Regions from separate parts of the Mus musculus genome. Here region 2 is linked to region 1. Evidence: chromatin contacts called from public HiChIP or PLAC-seq data. All regions are on one chromosome and are shown on one strand. Each heading gives the region's core, a stretch centred on a gene start, on an enhancer-like site or on the middle of the called end of the contact. The rest is flanking DNA. Distances are from core to core; before and after follow the strand shown. Region 1 overlaps Myo16 (myosin XVI). Region 2 overlaps Col4a2 (collagen, type IV, alpha 2).

Evidence for each region. HiChIP or PLAC-seq counts read pairs in DNA pulled down with a chosen protein or histone mark.
Region 2: a contact with region 1 is called in an HNF4G HiChIP or PLAC-seq map of pancreatic cancer cells. The contact joins two enhancer-like sites. A contact is called at or near these places in 1 of 484 Hi-C or Micro-C datasets (bone marrow-derived macrophages) and 2 of 115 datasets of contacts at active chromatin or transcription factors (embryonic stem cells and pancreatic cancer cells).

The regions. Positions count from the first base shown.
Region 1 is chr8:10,616,849-10,621,567 of GRCm38.p6, reverse strand. The region is part of intron 34 of Myo16 (myosin XVI); the gene reads right to left. Among named protein-coding and RNA genes, the nearest start is that of Gm32330, 54 kb to the left of the region's middle. Within about 2 kb of position 1,662, at least 27 of the 459 cell types and tissues checked have an H3K27ac peak or open chromatin away from gene starts, as enhancers often do. A contact at or near this core is called in pancreatic cancer cells, where this site is marked.
Region 2 is chr8:11,391,869-11,395,992 of GRCm38.p6, reverse strand. All of the region lies in intron 4 of Col4a2 (collagen, type IV, alpha 2), which reads right to left. Among named protein-coding and RNA genes, the nearest start is that of Gm46030, 54 kb to the right of the region's middle. Within about 2 kb of position 2,227, at least 141 of the 459 cell types and tissues checked have an H3K27ac peak or open chromatin away from gene starts, as enhancers often do. A contact at or near this core is called in pancreatic cancer cells, where this site is marked.

The DNA of each region.
Region 1 (4,719 bases), core at 413-2,912:
TCTCTAGCCCTCCTTCTCTCTCTCCCCCCTGGCTCCACGTGGCCATGGCCGGCCTCTCTCCCTCTTTCTACTTTCTCTCTTCCCCTCTGACTTTCTATAATAAAGCTCTAAAACCATAGACTGTCTCTGCTCATCAAGGCCTGCCATGCTTGACCAATGGGATAGGCTTTCCCCTAACGATCCACATCTAGCCTCCCGCCCGGAAGGCCTTCCTGCGCTCCAGCCATTGACCAGACCAAGGATTCTTGCCCGTGTGGGAACCATCCAGCTCCCCCTCTCCCCCTGCCCTCTCCTTTCTTCAGCCCCAGGGCTGATGAGCTGCCCATGGGGCCCCCATTTGTTCTCAGCTCCTCCGTGGTATCCACTGTGGGATGCTGGAGACTGAGAACCTGTTATATAGGACTGCCCCTTGTCCACTCCCCCGACCCCCACCCCGCGAGCTGGGATTCCATGGCTTCACACAGACAGACACCCACCCGGGGCTATGTGGAAAGCCTGCAGCAGTCCTTCCGAATCTGCCTGCCTGCTGAGAACACCGGAACTCTGGCAGGCCGCGGGTTTTCTCCCACTCCTTTCCCCCACACCCACTGCCCTGCAACTGTATATTTCAGTTCAGGTATACGGACACGAACACCTGTAAGGTTTTGTTTCTGTTCCTTGCAATAGTATCCATGTTTTAGGTCCATATTATCATTCTAGTAACCACTCACAAGCTCAGGAAAGAAACAGGTTAAATATTATTAGCACCTTTCTGAGACACAGAAATTCATCTTTAGATGCTGTAGTCACTGGGCTGTATATGTAATGTGAGAATGTGTATTCAGATATACAGGGATTAGTTGGTCTGCTCTAGTCACGTCATCTTCTGAGAGGTTTCCCTCTTCATCCATCAGTTAGCAAATGTATTTAAGTCCTTACGTGAAAATTGAAGGAACTGTGGCTTATTCTGTAAGACTTAATCCGAAGCACCTAACGTGACCTGTATCCCTCCAGGCACCTCATGCAACAACAACAGCGCACAGAGAGATCTCGAGGCAGTTTAGCATCCATCAATAATGTATCAGGGATAGAGAGAGGTTCAGCAGTTGAGAATGCATACAGCCCTTACAGAGAACCCAGTTTACTTCCTAGCAACTGCATCAGGTGTTCACAACCACCTACAGCTTCAGGTCCAGAAGATCCAAAGCCTCTGTGTTCCTAGGGCACCAATTCTCACATAGCCACCTCCCTTCACACACACACACACACACACACACACACACACACACAAGTACACACAATTAAAAATAAAAAAAATCTGAAAAAAATCACCAATAATTTGTCCATGCCATTACTGTTGAAACATGGAAGAGACTTGTGTTCTCAAGGCAACACCACACTGGGCTCTAAGATTTAAGCTAGATTGGAAGGACGGGAAGATCATCTGGGAGGAAGGGGTTAAGCAGTGGTACACATGTGCACACCTTGAACATGAACTTGAACAGGAAAGGACAGCCATGGGAAAGCCTTCTGCACTGTGCACTGTGGACTAGCCCTTCTGAGTCAGCTGTGGGAAAACAACAGAACTAGGAATGCAAATGTAGGAAGGTGAGGCCCAAGCAAGTGAGGCCAGCCAGGACCAACAGGGCCCCACCCACTGTCCTCAGCAGACCAACAGGCCTCTCCCACTGTCCTCAGCAGACCAACAGGCCCCACCCTCTGTCCTCAGAAGACCAGCAGGGCCCTGCCCACAGTTCTCAGCAGACAGACAACAGGAGCCAAAAGCTACTTCCGCACCTGCTGCATTCACTGGCATCATCACATGACGGTTTTGAGGCATAACCTGATCAGCTATTTATTAACATCTCAAATATTTACTTTCCAGAAAGTTATGTTCTAAAGGGATAAATATAATTAAGAATGAGGGAAAAGCATATTATGAAAGTGGATACTCAACAGCATAACCCAAGGAGAATACAACTGTCACCCCTGATTGACAAAGGGGCTAGGCTAGCAGCTCCTGGGGCCCCAGAGCCCATTATAGTCAGGAAAGTACCTTCCTTACACAGTTTCTCTTACTCTCCAAACACCGTTTCTGTTTGAGGTTTCTGACTAGAGAGTTGTGGGTAAGCAGAGCACTCCTATCCAAGAAGGGTTAGAAAGTGGGAAAATTCTTCTCAGGGTGCCATCTTGTTTTAGGGAGCTAATGTCATTGCTTGCAAATTAAGTCCCAACGGGAGTTTTAATAGGTATAGTCTTCACATCTGTAGAGCACTGTGTATGCAGTGGTGGGGCTCACTGATCAATATCCTAGCAATAGTATCACTGGAAGACACAGGCGGCTCCGACTTGAGCTGATGTACAGAATAAGAACTGCTGGATTATGGGGACGAGGCTTAGTTAGGACAGCACACAAATAACAATGTTTGCCAGCAATGGAGAGCTAATGGCCAAAGGATGAGTGGGAGTGCATTGCGCTTATCCCATCTACTACAGTGAATAAGCAGAGACCTCTGTGTGCCACAGAGGAGGGATGTTTCTGGTGGCCTATTGGGTCTCCATGACTGTCTGTGAGCTCTTTGTGGATCTGTGTACTTTTCTTATTTACTAGTGAGTGGAAAGGTCACAAAAGTGGCTTCCGTCTCCGGAGCTCCTGTTCCGTTGTCAGAGCTCAGTGACTGTATCTGAACAACTGGGAAATGAGGTCTTGCTGAGAGTGTAAAAAGAGAGAAATGCAGCAGGGTTCAGCATCGCCCGGAAGGCTCTCTGGTCCATCAGAGTCCTGAACACAGAGTAAGTGCAAAGCCAATTGTGCACACAACGCTTCCCGGAGGGGAAGGAAAACAGACAAGGTTTTGCCAAAGTAGGCAAAATGTGAGAGTCTTTTAAATCAAGATTTCTTTCCAAAACTAGGTAATAAAAATTACCTTCTAGTATATAAAATTAATTTAAATCCACGTGGGTTTCATCTCTGGGATTTTTTTATCATCGACTTCACGATGTTCCATGATCACAGCTCTCCTATTTTCAACCTGTTTCTGGCAGAATCAGAAATACAAAGTGACAGCTTCAAAGAGTAATGTAATCATGATAATCAGGGAACAAGCAGGCCTCCCAGGTCTGCTGAGGTCAGGAGATAGAAGCCTTCATCCCAGGGACTGTTTGCATTTCTGAACAATAGAGAGCTGCATATTTTAGGCAGTTTTGTAAAGAAACAAGGAAAAACATGTTTCTTGGTAAGACCCTCTGATCCTGAGTATTTTGGTCAGGAATATTTCTTAACCATCTATCCATCTCTCTCTCTCTCTCATATCTTTTCTATCTTATCTATCTACCTATCTTATCTATCTACCTATCTATCTATCTATCTATCTATCTATCTATCTATCTATCTATCTATCTATCTATCTATCATCTATCCATCCATCTATCTATCAATCATTTATCTATCATCTAATCTATCATGTATCTTATCTATCTATCTATCTATCTATCTATCTATCTATCTGTCTGTCTGTCTGTCATCTACCTTCCTACCTATCTACCTACCTATCTGACCTATCTTAGTTACTTTCCTATTGCTTGATGAGTCATCTGACCAAGGTAACTTATGAAAGAGTTTAGTTGGGGTTTACGGTTTCAGAGGGTGATTCTGTGGCTATAATGGCATGGAGCATGGCAGCAGGCAGACAAGAACAACATAGAATCTAAGCTGAGAGGTCTCAGTGTGAGACATAATCAGGAGACAAAGAGGCAGAGAGAGCTGAGTTGGAGTGGCCTGAGCTTTTGAAACTTGTAAGCTTTCCACAAATGACACACTTCCTTCATCAAGGCCACACCTTTTAATCCTTCCCAAACAGTTCCAGCAACTGGAGACCAAGTATTCAAACATATAAGACTATGGAGAGGGGGCATGCTTATTCAAACCATCTGTCTGTCTGTCTGTCTGTCTGTCTGTCTGTCTGTCTGTCATCTATCTATCTATCTATCTATCTATTGATCATCTATCTAGCCTCTTATCCATTTCTGTCCCCTTTATATACTCCTTAGCAAATAAGCCCCCAAACATGGATTAATGGTTTTATTTGTATGTGTGGGGGGCATATATGCATGTGAGTGTTTATACATGCAAGTTTTTATACATAAAAGTATGAGTTTCTGGGGATCATATGTCAACCTCAGGTGTCATTTCCTAGAAGGCATATTTTTTTTTTTGAGACAGGGTCTCTCATTGATACTCAGGACTTCCTGATTATGCTAGGCTGGCTGGGCAGTGAGCGCCAGAGATCCATACATGTCTGTGTCCAGTACTATAGTTTTATATGTGTTCTAGGGCTGGGACCCAGGTACTCACAGTTGTGTATCAGGTACACTACAGGAGCCATCTTCCTAGCCCCTAGAATAATGGTTTTGAAGAAAGTCAACCCACACTACAGTCATTGCAGACATTTTTACAGTTAGTCTCTTTCTCAGCCTAGACCTACATTATAACTGTGGGAATTCCAACTTTATTGTAAAGCAGGCAATTACTTCTCTCCAGCTGCCAGGTATCTGCAGTGCTGGCTCTACCTTTTCTGGGTACTTTTTCCTTCAGCAGCAGAAATCAAAATCCTTGGCCTCCTAGCTAGTCTGTGCTTGATGCAACTTCCTGGGTCCCCTGACTCAGCCTCCACTCAGTTCAACTGTACCCCTCCACAATGGGCCCTGCCCCCTGCTAGCCCAGCTTTGTTCCACATTCCT
Region 2 (4,124 bases), core at 978-3,477, 770 kb before region 1:
CATCCCATCCAAACTGCAGGGACACAGAATATATGTTACAAACCTGGGGACACTTTTCAAAGGACCTATAAGGTTGTGTGTGCACCCTCCACTCCTGTCCCGTTCTATCCACAGGGCTGGGCCTCCTAGGGAGTGGGACAGTGAACACCATCACTCCACTGTGCACCTGCAGGAAGTGGCCTGCCAGAAGCTTAGACGCAGCAACGGTTGTGGCGTGACAAAATGCTGAGTACCAGTCGGGAGGAGCCATAACTGGGCTCAGAAAAGCCCAGCATTGCGGGCTGCCTGCCTGGCTCCTGGATCACCTCTTTCCGCTCTGCGTCTCCGTGTGGAATCATTCTAACTTCATGCTGAATTTACTAGAAGTACATTGTCCCTGGCATGGCTCCGGAACCCTGAATCTCTGTCTCACACAATTCCTAGGTTCTTGTGTGCATTGCTGTCGGAATAACAGCATGTCCCACACTTCCCTCCACATGGCCCTTAAGGGAGAAGACAGTTATCTTTAAAATAAGAAACTTAGGACTAAGTTCTAGCTCAGAGACAGGTCTGGCTCATTGAGTCAAGCAGAGCCAAAAACAAACAAACAAACACCCCCATTATGTCAGCTAAACATTAACTTTAATTAAACATCCCTAGAAGACAGAATAAATGGGATAAGGGATTTGTCCGCTTGACCCCCCATCATTCCCTTTCTGGAGTCACACCTGGTGTGTACCTGGTCACAAGTCATTTTTGGTGGACGGCAAGGCCAATCAAAGCCAATGTTATTAAGTTATATGGCTAAGTAAGAGGTGTGCTTAGAATTCCAGGCTCCTGAGAATGCTCCCGAATTTGGAAAAGTTTACATCTGGAAAAGGGGCCAAGTGTCATCAGAACGTGTGCAGGCAGAGGCGACAGGACATTTTGGACAAAGGCCAGATAAGCCCAAACACCCACCCCCAAGGACAGAACCGGCCCCTGCACACCAGGATGTTCAATCTGGCTGCAGCCTTTCCGGGTAGAGCAGAATAGACTCCCAGTGACGCAAAGGATGAATGGTAGGAAATCCCCTCTCCTTCCTAAACCGACTCTTCCTGCCTCACCTTTCATGGGCACCAGCCCCAGACCCTCCTACCCTCCCCAGCCCCTTGCAGACTCTCCCTTCCTCTGAGGGCAGTAGACCACGACTCTTGACGATCCTGGGGAATTCCTAAGTCCTAATGAATTTCTGCAAGCTGATGGCATACACTGGCGAATTCACAAGATGTCCATGATGGCAGAAAGGGCTCCTTCAGGATCCAGGACACGTGTTCTGTGCCCTAGGATTTGGAACTGTCTACTGTTCATGAGGGTGACGGTTCACGTGTGTGGACGTGTTATGTCACCTGCAAGGGAAACGAGAGAGTACCCACCTAACAGTACGTGACACAAGAGACTGAGAGCTACTTTCCAAAGCTATTTAACAGATTGTGGTTAAAAAGCAAATGGCGTCTGGCTTGGTGAGATGGCTCAGCTGGTAGAGGAGATTGCTCTGAAGATGGATGGTCTGAGTTCCGGACCCGGGACGCACATGGGGGAGGGAGAGAACTGATGCCCAAAAGTTGTCCTCTGACCTCCATACACACACAAAGGCACACGTGAGCCCCTCCCCCACAATTGATTAGTTAATTAATTAAATCCACACACGTTGAAGCAGACATTCAGCTTTTACTCCCAGGACCCAACTCAGGGACATCCACTTGTAGTGGCTCAGACTCAAATGAGAGAGAGAGAAATAATAAAGCTAAACCAATCCGCAGCTCCCACCTGCAAAACGGGTAGAAGAAAACACTGAGACTTTGGGCTTGTAAAAAATTTCTTAGACACACACACACACACATACACACACACACACACCACCAAACAAAATAGTGGAGAAGATTAAAAAGTTTGATCCTCCAAATTCTGCTGAAAATAAAAAGGCTCTAAACTAGCCAAGTCTGTCCTGAACTAGAGGAGGGACTCCCTGTCAGGCTCCTATTAAACCTCCTGCTGATGCCTGACACTTGTGAGCCTACAGTGGTGGCCTGGTGGCCCGGCTCCCTTAATCGTCTCTCCTAAGCAGTTCCCAGCATCTGGCTCTCACCTCTTGCTCCACAAACCGTCTGCCGAATGGCTGGCTGCTCACATATCTGGCTCTGCCTCACTCACAGTCCTCCCAATTCACCCCTAGTTCTATTTTTAGAACACTTTCCTTCTGTTTTTTTTTTTTTTTTTTTTTTTTTTTTTTGTGGTTTTTGAGGCTTGAGCCCAGAGTCTGGCGTGTGCGAGGTAAGAGCTTCGCCACTGAGCTACATCCTTAGCCTGAACCCCTTTGAAGACCACTATAGTAACATCACAGTTTCTGAGGTTCAACCGAGGGGGCGCTGCCCTTCAGAGAAGGCTGCCACCCTTACTGTCCCAGCCCCATTCAGTTCTGTAGTCCCCTGGAGCCATTCAGGAAAGTCTTGTCTTAGCCCTGCACTGCCCCGGGGAACTGCTGATTGTTGGCTCCTTAGAGGGTTTGGCTTCTCTGTCTACACAGCAGACAGAATGCTCCCCGGGCCCTCATGATGAAGTCATCAAGGAGACCACCCAGGCTCATGGAAGGAGGCCTGAGTATCAGACCCTGCTCAGCATCTGATTAGATAATGAAATATCGTGGGCAGCCAAGGCGCGGGTGAGGCAGGCTCTGGAATGCTGGGTGTTCCTCCTCCAGAAAGCTCAGGCCGGTAATGTCTGAACCTGGCTGCTTTAAGCATGACTGAGCTGAACTTGAACATGCTTAGCAATGGGTAGGACCTTAGTGGGACCGCTGTGGTTCACAGGGGGTCAAAAGTTGTAGAGGAAAAGGGGTGTGTATTGACAGAAGTCTGTAAAAGCCTAAAAAGGAAATAATTTTAATGTTTACTGGATATCTCAGTTTTGAAAATTTGAAATGAAATCAACATTCCTGGTGGAAGGAACAGGGCCAAGGGGGATAATAGTGCAGTTCCAGTAGCCAACACCAGGTGGCAGTCATTCTCAGCCTGCAGGCGAAGTTAGGAAACCTGTCCTCTGGCTTGAAAGTTTTGAGTCTTTCCAGGGTCACATGACTCAGCTCTAGGGAACAGAGGGCAAGTCCCTTATTTGTTAACCTCCCTTGGGGATAATCCCAAGGAAAACTGTGATTGCCTAATTCCAGTTAGTCCAAGGGGCTATCATACCCCACTTCTCTTAGAGTAATTAAGTCAATAACTCATAATCTGTCTTTTAATCTTGTTAAAGTAAAGTATGCCAACTACTGACACTGGGAGCCTGCTCCCATGCTTACCCTGACAGCACTTGCAACAATGACTTCAAGTGACATTAGAATGAATTCCTCCCCAGGACTGAGTCAGCACATACCTAACAGCCTTGGATCTTTGCTAAGAGCCATTTCCACCTTTGTTAACACATTAGATTTTAATTCCTGTAAAACTCAGGACACATATTGTCACTATGCTCATTCTCTGAGGGAAACTGAGGTGGGGGGTGTGGCCAACCAGCCTTGTACATTCCGAGAGAGTGAGCTCTCACCGGAGATGGCCATGTGGTTCTGGAAACCCACTGGCAGCCTGGGGCATGCTCCTGTAGAAAGGGACTCAGGTGTGAAGCCAGGCAAGGCAGGACAGGTATGGGGGAAGAAGAGCAGAACAGAACAGAGCTGGTGGCGATATGGATTAGGGACAAGATAAAAGGGTATAAAAGTGACTTCTGAGGTGGAGAGGCTAGGAGATGGACCACAGACGATGGACTGGGAGGAAAGTCTGTGGGTGGCCGAGGCATCGGTGATGACTGTTCATGTCACTTGACCACCACACCCTATCTGAGAAGGCAGGATGTTGTGGTCTTTGAATGGCCAGAACTCCGTGCTGGGAGGTGGAGGAGCCACCATAAGGCACATGAATGGCACTTGGAAAGAAAAGCTTGAGAATACCTCCTACCAAGAGACCTCACCTCACCAGGGAGGTGCTGACTGCAGCCCTAAAGGGCCTAAGGACGCTTCTGGAACAGCTCTGGAGTTCTCTGTCTCTTTTATCTCATACCCATGTGGCCTCTGAAGGGCTTTGTTAGTATATTTGGTTTGCTCTTATTTTTTTAGA